Regions from separate parts of the Mus musculus genome. Here region 2 is linked to region 1. The links are chromatin contacts, called in public HiChIP or PLAC-seq maps. All regions are on one chromosome and are shown on one strand. Each heading gives the region's core, a stretch centred on a gene start, on an enhancer-like site or on the middle of the called end of the contact. The rest is flanking DNA. Distances are from core to core; before and after follow the strand shown. Region 1 holds the start of Fam178b (family with sequence similarity 178, member B). Region 2 overlaps Inpp4a (inositol polyphosphate-4-phosphatase, type I).

Region 1 (7,320 bases), core at 3,604-6,103:
ATAGTTCTACATCTTGTTCCAAAGGCAAACAGACTGACTTCAAGACAGATAGGATGAGGGTCTTGAAGCCCACACCTACAGTGACACACCTACTCCAACAAGGCTACGCCTCTAAATATGTCCAGTTTCTGGGCCAAGCATATCAAACCTATTCTACAGTCCAGACGCCCTTGTTCAGCTTCCACATGAGAGAGGAAACTTGTGCTGGTCGCTCTGTGAGTCTCTTCTCTCACTTGACACAGTGTCTTCCATGTCTCCACATTTTTCTGCAGATGACAGAGTAATTGCCTAAAACACAGTGAATATACACTAGCAGTAAATGTTAGCCTAATGGTGTTCTATTCAGTGTGCTCATAGTTTCATCCTTTGACAAAAAGGAATTCTGGGGCCAGAAAAATGGCCAAGAGCAGAAGGAGTTTGATACTTGGAACCCCCAGGGAAGGAGAGAACTGGCTCCCACAAGTTGTCATCTGAGCTCCACACTCATGCTGTGGCACATGTGCACGTGTGTCCACAGACTATACACGGAATGAATGAATGAGTGAATGAACAAATGAAACTTAAAAGGGGAGGGGGAAATTCTAGACATGCAAAAACAAAACAAAACTGCTTGCTACCTTTGTGAACACGAAATTGAAGGGTCGACTTGGAGGGAGCTGGTCCATGAGGGGAGGTGGGGATGAAACGAACACTTCTTACTTCCTATTTTGACTGTTTTGAGTTTGTGTTTAACTCTGTGACTATGTTACTGTAATGGCTATTCCTGGTTGTCAACTTGACTATATCTGGAATGAGCTACAATCCAGAATTGGAGGGCTCACCTGTGATCCAGATCTTGAGGCTGGAAGATACAAGTTTCTGACTGGATCTTGGCATGGAGATCTTGAGGCACAATGGCTATGAAAATTTAGGCAAGGTACCACATGCCTTTAATCCCAGGAGACTGAGGCAAGGAGGTCTCCAAGTTCAAGATCAGCTTGGGACAAAACAAGTCCCAGATCCAGGCATGGTGGTACACACCTTTAAACTGGGCCATGCCTTCTGCTGGAGACCTACATAAGAACATTGGAAGAAAGAAGATTCTCTCTTCTTCACCTGCTTGGCATTTACTTGCCAGCACATCTGTTGGAGTCTACTTCTACAGAAGACCAGCTGAAACAACCAGCCTTGTGGGGCTGAACAACTAGATTCTTGGACTTCCCATTCACAGCTGACCAATGTTGGGGTAGTTGGACTGCAGCCTGTAAGTCACACAACAAATTCCCTTAATATATAGAGACATTCCATAAGTTCAGTGACTCTGGAGAGCCCTAACTAAGACAGTTACCTCTTCAGAGATTGTGATATTCTTACTTAGGGGAACTGTTTGTTTTTCTGATTCTTACTGAATATTAAAGCAATTATATTGAGTCTTCAGGACCAAAGCCAAGGCTGGTTCTTAAGTCAAATAAATATTTCTGCCTTAAAATCTATTTGGTATAGTGTGTATGTGTGTGTGTGTGTGTGTGTGTGTGTGTGTGTGTCTGTCTGTCTGTCTGTCTGTGGATCTGTGTCCTTAGTATGGTCAGAATCACCAAAGCTGAAATGGTAGGGTCAAAAGGCTCTTCAGTGGGCTGGAGAAATAGCTCAGCGGTTAAGAGCTCTGAGTGCTCTTCTAGAGGTCCTGAGTTCAATTTCCAGAAACCACACAGTGGCTCACAACCATCTGTAATGGGATCCAATGCTCACTTCTGGTGTGTCTGAAGATGACAGTGTATTCACATACATATAATAAATAAATCTAACAACAACAACAAAAAGCAGCTCTTCAGGTTTAGTTCTGCTGCTTATGATACAGCTCTGACCTCTGGTGGCCCCAGAGGCCCTGGACACCATTGGAACATGCATGCTGGGCAAGTTTTTAATTATAGCAGGGATGGGCTGGCGAGATGGCTCAGTGGGTAAGAGCACTGACTGCTCTTCTGAAGGTCCTGAGTTCAAATCCCAGCAACCACATGGTGGCTCACAACCACCCATAATGAGATCTGATGCTATCTTCTGGCGTGTGTGAAGACAGATACATTGTATTTATGTATAATAATAAATAAAGCGCCGGACAGTGGTGGCACACGCCTTTAATCCCAGCACTTGGGAGGCAGAGACAGGAGGATTTCTGAATTCGAGGCCAGCCTGGTCTACAGAGTGAATTCCAGGACAGCCAGGGCTACACAGAGAAACTCTGTCTCGAAAAACAAAACAAAAGTAAATAAATAAATCTTTGGGCTCTAAGCAAGCAGAGCCAACCAGAGCAAGTGGGGTTGACCTGAGTGAGCAGAGGTCCTAAAAATTCAATTCCCAACAACCACATGAAGGCTCACAACGATCTGTTCAGTTACATTGTACTCATATACATAGAATAAATAAATAAATCTTTTAAAAAAAATTATAATAGGGGTGAGGAGTAAACGTGCCTCGGGCCTGCTAGGCCTGACCCTAAGGAGCCTCTGGTGGTGTGAGGAGGAGAGCTGCTTGGAGCCAAAACCCTTTCACATCAGAGTGAAATGTTTTTATGCAGACACCACAAATCCAAAATGGGTCATGTGAAATTACTGCCAGCATGGAGCCTGGCTACCACTGGGCTCAGGGGGTTAGACTAAGATGCTTATTGAAAGCATCTATTATTTTATGGAATGGAGTCAAGCGTGACAGCTGGGCAGTCAAGTCAGCCCCTACCCCTTTTTCAGGTGCCTCACTGAAATTTCTGTGAGAGCCACTGGGCACCTGGGATTGTCACTGGTAAGGGTTGTGCCAGGGCAGTGAGAGGAGTTTGTGCGCCGCCCCCCCCATTTCTACCATTGAGCTCCACTGGCATTCAGAGGGACAGCCTAGACCCTGAGAAAACCTTTGATATCCAATGTGGAGGGAAGCACCCCTCCCCTCCCTCCAGCACAGAGAGCAGAGGGAACAGATCAGGGAGGTTCTGGGAGGACAATTGCGGAGTACTCAGCCAGTTTGGGCAGTCCCTGCTTCAGCCTAAACTTTAAGGCCTAAAGCTACCTGTTTTACTGTGTTAACAGAACAAATCACAGTCATGGGTGGTAGCTAACCTGCATAACCCAGCATTTAGGAGGCTGGGGAAGGGGCTGGAGAGATGGTTCAGGGAGTAAGAGCACTGACTGCTTTTCCAAAGGTCCTGAGTTCAAATCCCAGCAACCACATGGTGCCCTCACAACTACCTGTAATGAGCGCTGACGCCCTCTTCTGGGGTATATGAAGACTAATAAATAAATAAGGAGGCTGGGGAAGGAGACTTGCAGTGAGTTCAAGACTATGTAGTGAGTTCCAGATCAGCCTGGGCAGAGAGAGGGAGGAGAAAAAGAAAGGGATTAATTTTGACTCATAACTTAGTAGTCTCACACATACATGTGGTTACCCTGGAATAAAATCCAAGGAAGCAGATTCTAAGAGGAGAAAGAGTCAGCAGGCCTCCAGGGTATGAAGCAGTCCGGCTTAACAAACTACCGTTTCCACTCTTTCCAGAATCCCTTGGATGAATTCAAATGTCCTAAAGACACAAAACACGGGGAGTCCCTAAACAGAATGGAATCCCTTACGGGGAAAGACGGGCCAGTAGAAACAGCCCCAGGGTCAAGCTGGGCTCTCAGAAGCCTATACAGTAGCTCTGGGCCCAGCAGGTGGCCCTAGAGCCTGTTTCTTATCTGGAAACTGGTCAGGTTACCAGCACCCTCTAGCGGGCTGCAGACAGCTAACGCGCGGTTCCGTTTCTGGAAACAGTTTATCCACTGAGTTATCCTTTGTGTTCTCATTTGGTTGGGCTTGGCTCCGTGCCTTTCTATTAAACTTTCAAATGGTGCTCTTTAATAGAAACCCGCCCAAACATTTAAGATGGCCTGCGCTTTCCAAAGAACAGTAAGGAGTTCAGAGAGGACCGGGCTGATTCCTTGAGTAAACCCAGCTCTTCATAAGGCTGAGGCAGGAGAATCAGATATTTTAATTGGAGTTTGAGGTCAGCCTGTGGTACACAGTGACTACCTGTCTCAAAAACAATTAATGAAATTAAAAGTAAAAATGCTTGTTGCAACTGGAAGTCGGATGAATTGACTAGACCATTAAAAGAAAAGAGGAAGACTCCTCCAGCATACTAGGACAGCTGTGATCCTGCCCATACCATCCTGGTCACCAAAGAAGGGCTCCCTCCAGAGACAGAATTTGCTAAAATTCCAGAGTCGGGCTGGCAAAATTCAGCTCTACTGCCCTCTTGCCTGGAGAACAGGGCCAACAGATCATTAATTAGCTACAAGTAATGCCTAATTAAGTACTGGTTCCTCAAGTGTGTAGGGCACAGATTTTCATGGAAGACAGGTCTGGCTGAGGCTAAATCAAAATGACGCATATAAGTGGCCTCTCTCAATGTTAGTTATTGGGCCAGGGCTCAACCAGTGTTGGCTGTCAATCCGCAGGGTTGACATCCCTTAAGCTGCCTCTCCTTCACGCTTGCATACTCACACAGAAGAACGCCCAGAACAGGTTCTCAAAGCAGCTCGTGGCCAACATTCAACAGCGAAAGGCGTAGAGCTATGCACCACTAACTGCGGCGCCTCGACTTTGGAAAAGTCCCGTCGTTAGACCGCTGAACGTTAAACTGCGCATCCCGAGTTCAAATCTCCTTGCCTTCCCTTTGATCTTGGGCCACAAGCAAGCCCTCCGCATCCGCATCTGGAAAACCCAAGGCTGGCTGAAATTCAGAAGCTGAGTGGCGCGGGGTGATCCGGGCGCGCGCACGTGGAGGGGTTGCCACGCGACCCGAGGGCGCGTAGGGGGTTGCCACGTGACGGGGTGGGGAGGAGCACGTGAGAGGTCACAGCCTGCCCTAACGGTGAGTGCGCTAGGCCTGGCAGGCTCGGTTGGGCCCCCGAGAAGGTCCCTCCTCTCGACTGTCCCTGCTGACCTGGCCCCCCACCACCGTGGTCTCCTGCTCCAGCTTCTTGTGCCCCATCTTCTGAGGCTGCCTCGGAGGTTCCTTCCCGTGCCACGGCTTCCTGTGGCTGCTCTTCAGGTTCTTGAGTCCAGGGCTCCCATGAGTAGGCCTCCATCACAGCCCGCGGGGTAGGACCAAAAGCTGCCTTTTACCGGTAAGTTCCTCCGGGACCACAATTTCCTCACCCGTGAGTGATCCGGGCCTGGGAGGCCATGTTAGCGCGGTTGCCTGCATCCTTCTGTTTTCCTGCATCTGGCTCAGGGTTAGCCCTCACTGGTAGGCCAAGCCCCACCCACCCCTCCATGTTGTCAGGTCAGCCCACATGAACAGAATCCCACAGCCCTGTTCTGCCGAGCATGCTGTACGCCAAGGCCTGGCGTGATGGTTTCTTTTTGGGGTGGTGTGGCCTGTCCTGTTTTGTTTCTTAATGTTTCCCGGGGCATAAAAATGAGTTGTTGTCTTTCCGGAACCATCGGCTGTTCTCAGACCCGGCTTATGCTTAGTTTGATAGATGTAAGAGTTTTACAACGCTGGGGTCTGCTTAATTTTTCTTAGAGAATGACACTCCGATCTTCAAGTCTTTCAGCTTGTGAGCTGGGGCCTCCCTGCCACTGCCCTCGCTAGCATCCCTAGCCAATAAATATTTGTTTAAAAGAAGACATAGAGCATGCTCCTGGGAGCAAAGCATATTGCTGCAGCAGTATTAGGGAACTCGAGGCAGCTATAATTTTCCACGTTCATCATGACTGTTTGGACATTGATGCTCAAAGCGCTTTGGAGTTTCTATATTTAGTATAGAAAATAGTATATTCTTATTTTCCAAGGATCTGTTCTTATTTTCGTTTCCATAAAGCCAAGAAAAAAGAAAGATAGAAAGGTGGGAGGTCACGTGTTGAAAGCACACCATGAGACCGAGATGGAGAGTGGAGAGAGTCTTGGCTATGTGTGATTTGGGAAAAGCACTAACTCGGGAGAGCATGGTGGCCCTCCTGCTGGCCATGTTGGCCCTCCTGCTGGCCATGGTGCACACTAACCAGGGGACCTGAGGCCTCTCTGTTAGACCTTCATCTCCTGTGTTCTAGCCTGGACACCTAACAACTCCTCTTTCTGATTCTAAGATGTGTGTTTATTCACATGGAGACAGCGCTGAACTTGGGTCCCATAATTGCCTTCCCTTTGTCATCTTGTCTTAGCAGCTTGAAAGTCACCGGTGTCCTTGAAATCATTAGCATCTCTGTCAGCTGCGTTGTTGATTGAGTGATTTTAGGTTTCTGATTTGGAGACTCAGGGAGAAAGAGTGAGCTGCTATCAGACTGGATTCCAAGATCCTTGGACTGACTTCTTTGGAAATGTTTATGTAGTCAAGAAATGTGAGCCAAAGGATAGGTTCTGAAAATAGGCATGTATAATGTGTGTGTGTGTACATGTTCTTTTGTGGATAGAGAAATGCCTTGGAGTGAAAGGTATTTAAAGCAGCCAAACTTAGCTGCCCAGCAAGCAGCAGTCCCAGTCCTTGGGTCTCAGACTTCTGCTGCTGCAGCTACTTTATGAGTTATTAGTACTCGGAGCTCACCTGGACATGATCTTTCCCTCCCATGCCACCGTGTGTGTGTGTGTGTGTGTGTGTGTGTGTGTGTGTGTGTGTGTGTGTGTGAGTGTGTGAGAGAGGGGGGGGGGCGGTGTCAGGGGTTATGTACATATACTGGCAGGTACCCACAGAGGCCAGAAGAGGGTAGCAGGCCCCTTGAACCCAGAATTGTAAGCAGTCAGTTATGAGCTGTCTGATGCGGATGATAGGAATGGAACACAGGTCCTCTGAGGAGCGCTGGAGCTCTTTACTACTGCGCCATTGCTCCAGCCCTGTTTCTTTTGTTTCTAAGTGAGCGTGCCAGATGAGCTTTGGGGATTTGGCCTACTTACTACTGTATTGTAAGCTGGCTTAACGATTGTGCTCCCAGTGAGGTTCACTAATGAAGCTGCAGGATATCAGAGGTACCAGTCAGCAGCACGGGTTGTCTGTGGCCGGTGGTATGTTTAAACAGATGGGCATGGACCAAGCCTAAGGCTAAGGGTCATCACCCTGGTCTCTGTCTTGAGAGAAAACACACACTAGACCCCAGAAGGCCTTGTGTTCTGTGGATTTGACTCCTGCTGGGACCACTCATGGATGACTTTTTAGCTTCTTCTAAAATTAGATTCTTTTAGCATGTAAATCATAGCTAACATGGCCATGGTGTGTACGGACGTCGCCCTTCCCACCTCTGGGATCTCCCTGGCTCTCAGATGAAGTCACAACTACTGTCACCCCCACACCAGGTGGCTGGTTTTGCTTTTTCATCTCT
Region 2 (6,333 bases), core at 1,982-4,481, 730 kb before region 1:
CATCGTTCAAGCACAGTGGGCCTTGATAATCAGAGACAGTCTATGGTTTTAGAGCTTTATTGTAGAAAGGCAGGGAGAAAGGAGAGAAGGTAGAGAGAGAGAGGCTGCCCATGGCCACATGGAGAGAGGGAGGAAGGGAGGGAGAGAAGGAGGGCTAGAGAGGAAGAAAGGTGAGGGCTTAAAGAGAGTGAGGAGGGGCCAAGCAGCTCCTCTTATAGTAGGCTGAGCTATCTTGCTGTTGCCAGGTAACTGTGGGGGTGGAGTCTAGCCAGAATACCAGAGGCTTGGGACATTGTCTGCAAGGCTGATAGTCACAGAATTATGGAGTTGGGGGCTCTGTGGTTTCAGGCACCTCATTCTGGGAACTCGGCTCGCCTTTCTGCCCCTTGTAGAGTTTTCTACCAGATCACCAGAACAGGCCCCATTCCACCAAAATAGGCTGCCTATCACAGTCCCACACATGGTTTCCCTTGGTTTACTGTTGGTGGAGGGAGTCAAAGGCTCAGAGAGTGAACCCGATCACGGGGGAGGGGGCGGTGGGGGGGGGGAGCAGGGGTAGGGTGGATAAGCCAGGATAGAAATCAGGGTCATTCTTCAGACTAGCGAAAGGAAGTATGCCCAGAAGCCTGTCAGCATGCTGTGTATGAGGTATGTACGTAGAACACCAGGGTCTAGCTGGATGTCCAGAGGAATCTAGACTCAAGTCTGGGACAACCTAGAAATGTAGGAGACATTAGCATGTAGTCTTATTCTATAGGATGGTCATCCTAAGGAAGAAGAAAGTTAGAGGGGGGCCTAAGAAACATCATAAAAATCAGCAGCAGGCCAGGCGGTGATGGCGCACGCCTTTAATCCCAGCACTCGTGAGGCAGAGGCAGGCAGATTTCTGAGTTCGAGGCCAGCCTGGTCTACAGAGTGAGTTCCAGGACAGCCAGGGCTACACAGAGAAACCCTGTCTCGAAAAACCAAAAAAAAAAAAAAAAAAAAAAAAAAAGGAGCTAAGTGCTCTCCAGCTCAGCTCTTCAGCACTTTTATTTATTTATTTATTTATTTATTTATTTATTTATTGTCTAAAGTAATACAGAGGAGTCACAGACTGGCGACAGACACCGGTCTTCTAGGCTCCAGGTAATTATCACAAAGACTGCTGTTAGGCCCATATGAGATTCAGAGTATGCGTGCACAGGTGAGGTTTGGGGAATGAGGACATCAGTATTCTTATGCTACTCCTCAGGGACCAGTATCCTCACTTGAGTGGTGACAGCAATATGGTTACTGTTAGAAAAGCCTTCCTAGGCCATGGAAGAAGAGGGGCCCTTGCAATCCAGAGCGTGCATAAGTGTGCTCTCCTACCCAGAGTCAGCCATTAGGCCCTGAAAGGACAGCATGACTGACCAGGGCTGACTGTGCTGCTGCTGACCCCCATGGGTGGCCGTCCTGGTCAGGTCCATTTGCATCCAAGGATGCCCCGGGCAGTGTAGTGTCCATAAACAGAAGCTTCCGTATCTATCTCTCATCTGCTCAGCGCCCGTGGGAATGAACTCCCAAGCTTTCCATTTCCCCTTAGAAAACGTAGCATACTTGACTATCTTCCTTCCTGATCTTAACATACCGGGTCACACGGGCCTTTAAGGAGAGGGTGTATTTAAGTGACAACTGACAGGTGGCTCGATGGGAACGCCAGTTGCTGACACACCTGACCATCTGAGCTCACCAAGACTCCCCGTGGGAGGAGAAGAGAACTGACTCTTAGGAGCTGACCTCTAACTCTGACATGAGTGTATGGGGACACCAGAAACACACACACTCATACACACACACACACACACACACACACACACACACACACACATATGCATACACTCATATACATAAACCACCTCACATACTCCATACATACACATACATGCACACTCACACACTACATATCCCACACCCGCATACAAATAGATAAATAGTATTAAAATGCATAAATATTATCATATACCACAATAAATAAATAGCATTAAAAATGTATAAAGATAGCTTCAGGCACCTATAAGAAGCTATTTCTCCCTCTTGGGATCCTTAAGAGCAAGTTTAGAATGAGCCAGCCACTGGGAGCTGACTCCTGTACTCCCACCTCTGTCCCCCAGTTGATGATGTCCCCATTCTTAACCATACACCTTAATTCAAACTTGCTAAAAACATGTTTAAAAAGACTGTAATCTCTCCTGACCCCCACTTGCAGGCTTCTGAGCCCTGGCCCCCAAGCCCAGGCATGACTACCAGTCTGGCGCTGGCTGGAGGACATCCTTGCAGTGTAGGAGACTGAATCAAGTGAGACTCAGTTTAATGTTCTTGTCAGTTTTATTATTTATCATTCTAAAGACAAGCACATTTACAGCATACATGGCTTTGAATAAGCTAAGAATATATAAAACAGTGACTATATGTTCATATATATTAATACTGTCCCAAACAAATAAATAAATAAAAGTATTTAAATGCACTAAGCTGGGCAAATCCAAGTGTCGGGAGAGGAAACAGTTCTGTACAACATCTTTACATCTTTAAAGGACAGTAAAGGCAGCTGAGCTGCAGGAGCTCTGACAGGATCCGCACGGCATTCCCAGCTGACCGGAGACTGCACGTTCCTTTAAATGGGGATAGAAGCAGGACGGGCCGTCTGGAAAACTCTTTTCCTCCTGCAGGGAACAGCTTGGCCCCTGTGCGCAGCCCAGGAGCTTGCTGAGCCCACGCTGTGCGAGATGACCCTTCCAGGCATGTGTGAGGCTCTGGAAACCAGTCACAAAGCCTTCAGAGAAAACACTGAAGCCACAATCTTTTCTGTGATTAGCCAAGTCTTAGAGTTTTACAGTGATTCATATTATAAAACAGAAACGGCGAAAAGAGTTCCCATCCAGAAGCCTACGGATGCGTCAGCCCCGCCCGTTCCCTTTGTAAGTGTGGACAGGTCAAATGCCCTTTGGACAGAAAGGAAAGCTGGAGAACGTGGGAAACATTTAATTCTAAAACCTGAAGAAATATTTCTAAAAGGCAGTGATGTCAAAATGAGCAAAACCAAACAAACAAAAAACAAAAGACTAAGAGTAAATGAACCAACCAAGAGTTAAAAGGCTCAACCAGCCACACTGAGACTCAGCCATCTTTGATCAGGCCTGGGGCTTCAGGCCAATCTGATACCAGCAGAGCAGGCCTGGGAGGAGGGTTAGGGGAAGAGAGCTTCCTGGCTCTCACCTTCCACAGCCCTGCCTAGAGGGTGGGGCAGTGAGCCACACCACCCCTTAGCAGAGCACATCTTCCTCCCAGCAGGCAGGGGAGACAGGAGGCTGTCTGCACTTATGGAGAGGGATGCCTGCACCCTCCCTGACTCTTGCCAAGACTGGTCCTGCTTAAGCCTCAAATGTCCCAGATCCAAGCTGTTACCTGTTTCTAAAAGGAGCCAAAAAAAAAAAAAAAAAAAAAAAAAAAAACAAAAAACAAAAAACCAAAACAAAACAAAAACAAAAAAAACAAAAAAACAAAACAAGAAAAAACTAGCTAGACTTCTCTAAGAATCCCATGGTGGTCACAGACCATTAGTATCAGTGTCATGAATACAGTCCAGATACACTTCTTTTTTACAGCCTTTTAAATAACATATAAACAGAATTACGATGAACAGAACCTATAAAACATAAATCTCTAAGGAAAAGAATCTGCCACGTGCAGATAAGACTCATCATCACCTTGTAAAAGATGAACAGACTAAAGTGTATGAAATCCCTCATTTCCTGTCCCATAATCTCCTCTTAGACTCTCAAGGTAGGGGACAGGTTTAACTGTTTCTCAATAGCTGTGAAACAGAAGGGAGACTTAACCATCATTGCAAACCAGAAACTAAGACCCTTTCTCTAGACATTCAAACATAATATACAGCCTCTGGAAGATTATTAGAAAGTTCCCAGAAGCACATTTATTCTGAAAATATCTAAGTTTCGACTGTCTCTCCGGCTCTAAATCTCCATCTGGAGAGTTGTCTCCCAGACCCATGACAAGCCACATTGAAGGTCCTGATTGCCAGAGAACAAAGGGAGATACACCCTGTGGGGTAGAGCTAAATATACATGGAGCATACAGGGGTGGAGGTGGGGTGGGAAGCAGCGTCCAGGGACCTCACAGCTGGCTTTACATCTCAAGCAAACACTCATCTATGACTTGTAAGGGGCAGGAACAGTGTGGCCCCAGGTGTGTGAGCTCCTGATATGACCAACCAAGCTTTCTTTCTACTTTGGGTTTCACAGAACCTGGCGGCCTTTGAGGGCCACTAGAACCAGCCTCTCTCATAGCTTGGAGGTTCTTTTCCCCCAAGCTGAGTTAACATCTACTGTTCTACCAAGGACCTGAAGTGTAAGGGGGTAGGTACTTCCTGTTTTATATTCAGTCCTTTTTAAAGCAGAGTTTAAGTCAATGCTCACCTGTGAGTTACTGAATAGAAAAATAAACGGGGTGAGCAGGGCTAAGTGGATATTTGAAAAGTCTGCTGGAGTTTTAGCAGACCTAGCTGGCATCTAGGAACTATGACATTAACGGTACAGTGACAGCTGAAAGCTGGTGTTGAGAGCAGCCATTACTATCCACGCTATTGACCCACATGTGACCCTACAGATTCCAGCACAAAATCATGCTCCATACACTCTTCAGTGACGTGTCTTTAAAAACACAAAAATAAAAGCCAATCCTTCAGGTCTTCTTGAAGAATCTTATGTGACACTACAGGGACCCACATTGATTACGTAACAGCTAATTAGAGGAAACCGTGTGTTCATGTCTCAACTTTTCCGTAAGTCCCTTCTGGAGGCCTGTAATGCTTGGGGAAGGCCTTCAGCTGCAGGGAGTTAAATGCATATTTGCGACTTCCAACATTCTTCATTGTGTTTTCTCGCCGACAACCCTCACTGGGGAAAAACAAGCACAAGAAATGACAGCAGTAAAAAAGGAAAAAAGAAAAGACTTAAAACTAAGATGAAATGAACTGATTATTTCCATAGCATTAAAAAAGGATAAATTACAATGGCTGCTGGACTGATTTACAATAAGCACACACGAAAGATGGTGGTTCCGAACAAAGCAGCTAAGAAGCACAGAGACGGACACATGCTGGATGCGGCTGTGGGCTGGGAGTTCCAGAGCCATGTTGTATCTAAGCAGACACAATTCTTTAAAAATACATGATTTTGCGTGCATCTTGGGTTTGGTTATCTGGGTTCTAGAATAACCTGTGGCTCAAAGATTGTTAGACAGTAAATTGAATGAATGGGCATATTTTACTCCTAGCATGGCTTCTGAAACACTGTACCTTGTGTATGCTAGCAAAGCTGTGACCATTACAAACTCCACATGCTGATTTCCTTGCAGAATTCAACAGATACCAAAAACCTTCTGGCTGAGGAGGCTGCTCTGATCAATCTGTCTCCAACTAGGGGCATCAGTTCAGGTGCAGAGCACCCACATGGGCCCATGTGCTGTCTGCAGAACAGGCCCTCGTGGCCATCAGGCTGATGTTCTGTGAAGGCTTGACTATTCTCTTGGGGGTCACTCGCCACCACTCTCCACGTGGGCTGCTTCCACTGTGGCTGCTGCTTATACTAGAACCTCTGAGCACCATGTGAGCCCACAGCTGCTCTGCCCGGAAGAGAACTCACCACCAACATCCATCCCAGCTGCGCATGATAGAGGGATGTCCTAGCAACCCAGGGGCAAAACAAACCGTGCCCGAGAGGATGAGGAGCCAGGGAGGCCACAGAGAAACCTCAAGGGAGGTCTCTGGGCAAAGCTCTGGGGCGGACACAACACTAACAGCCAAAAGTGAAGCTGAATATGAATGCCTCTCTACACGCAGTAAGACTTACTATTTTTATAATGTCCACAGAGTAGCAAAGAAGTCACACAGTTAGCAAGTTCAGTAAAAATTTCCTTCTGAGATGTAAAATTTGCAGTTACCAAGAGCAGTGGTTTGAAAAAAGTATTTCAAATTCTATGAAGACCACACAGCATACATTTAAAAAAAAATAGCAGCTCAAGCCTTTCAAAGTGAAAATGACAGTCCCCTTATTAAGAACATGTCAGGTACTTTTTGATGAGGCAGTAATGTTTATTCAAAAGAGAATGAGCACAGGCAGTTTAGAGAAGCATCCGCCTCTACTACTGACTGCTCCAGCCACACATGTGTCAGCCGAGCAAAGCCTGGGCCACCCAGAGTCAAAGACAGCATCTGCTGAACATTCAGGAATCAGATAGACTAGAAACGTGTTTATAGCAGAGCTGTAGGCTCCTGTGCACAGTGGATTT

The links. HiChIP or PLAC-seq counts read pairs in DNA pulled down with a chosen protein or histone mark.
Region 2: a contact with region 1 is called in an H3K27ac HiChIP or PLAC-seq map of embryonic stem cells, with 3 times the contacts expected there. The contact joins the enhancer-like site here to the promoter of Fam178b in region 1. A contact is called at or near these places in 7 of 39 promoter capture datasets (the 3T3-L1 cell line, the C10 cell line, embryonic stem cells and 3 more) and 5 of 115 datasets of contacts at active chromatin or transcription factors (astrocytes, embryonic forebrain, embryonic stem cells and 1 more).

What each region holds. Positions count from the first base shown.
Region 1 is chr1:36,680,680-36,687,999 of GRCm38.p6, reverse strand. Fam178b (family with sequence similarity 178, member B) reads left to right here and starts at 4,853. Exons shown (of 16, transcript NM_001372417.1): 1 at 4,853-5,132.
Region 2 is chr1:37,406,734-37,413,066 of GRCm38.p6, reverse strand. It overlaps Inpp4a (inositol polyphosphate-4-phosphatase, type I), which reads right to left. Exons shown (of 26, transcript NM_030266.4): 26 at 2,327-4,940. The coding sequence ends at 4,808. Among named protein-coding and RNA genes, the nearest start is that of Coa5, 20 kb to the left of the region's middle. Within about 2 kb of position 3,231, at least 12 of the 459 cell types and tissues checked have an H3K27ac peak or open chromatin away from gene starts, as enhancers often do. A contact at or near this core is called in embryonic stem cells, where this site is marked.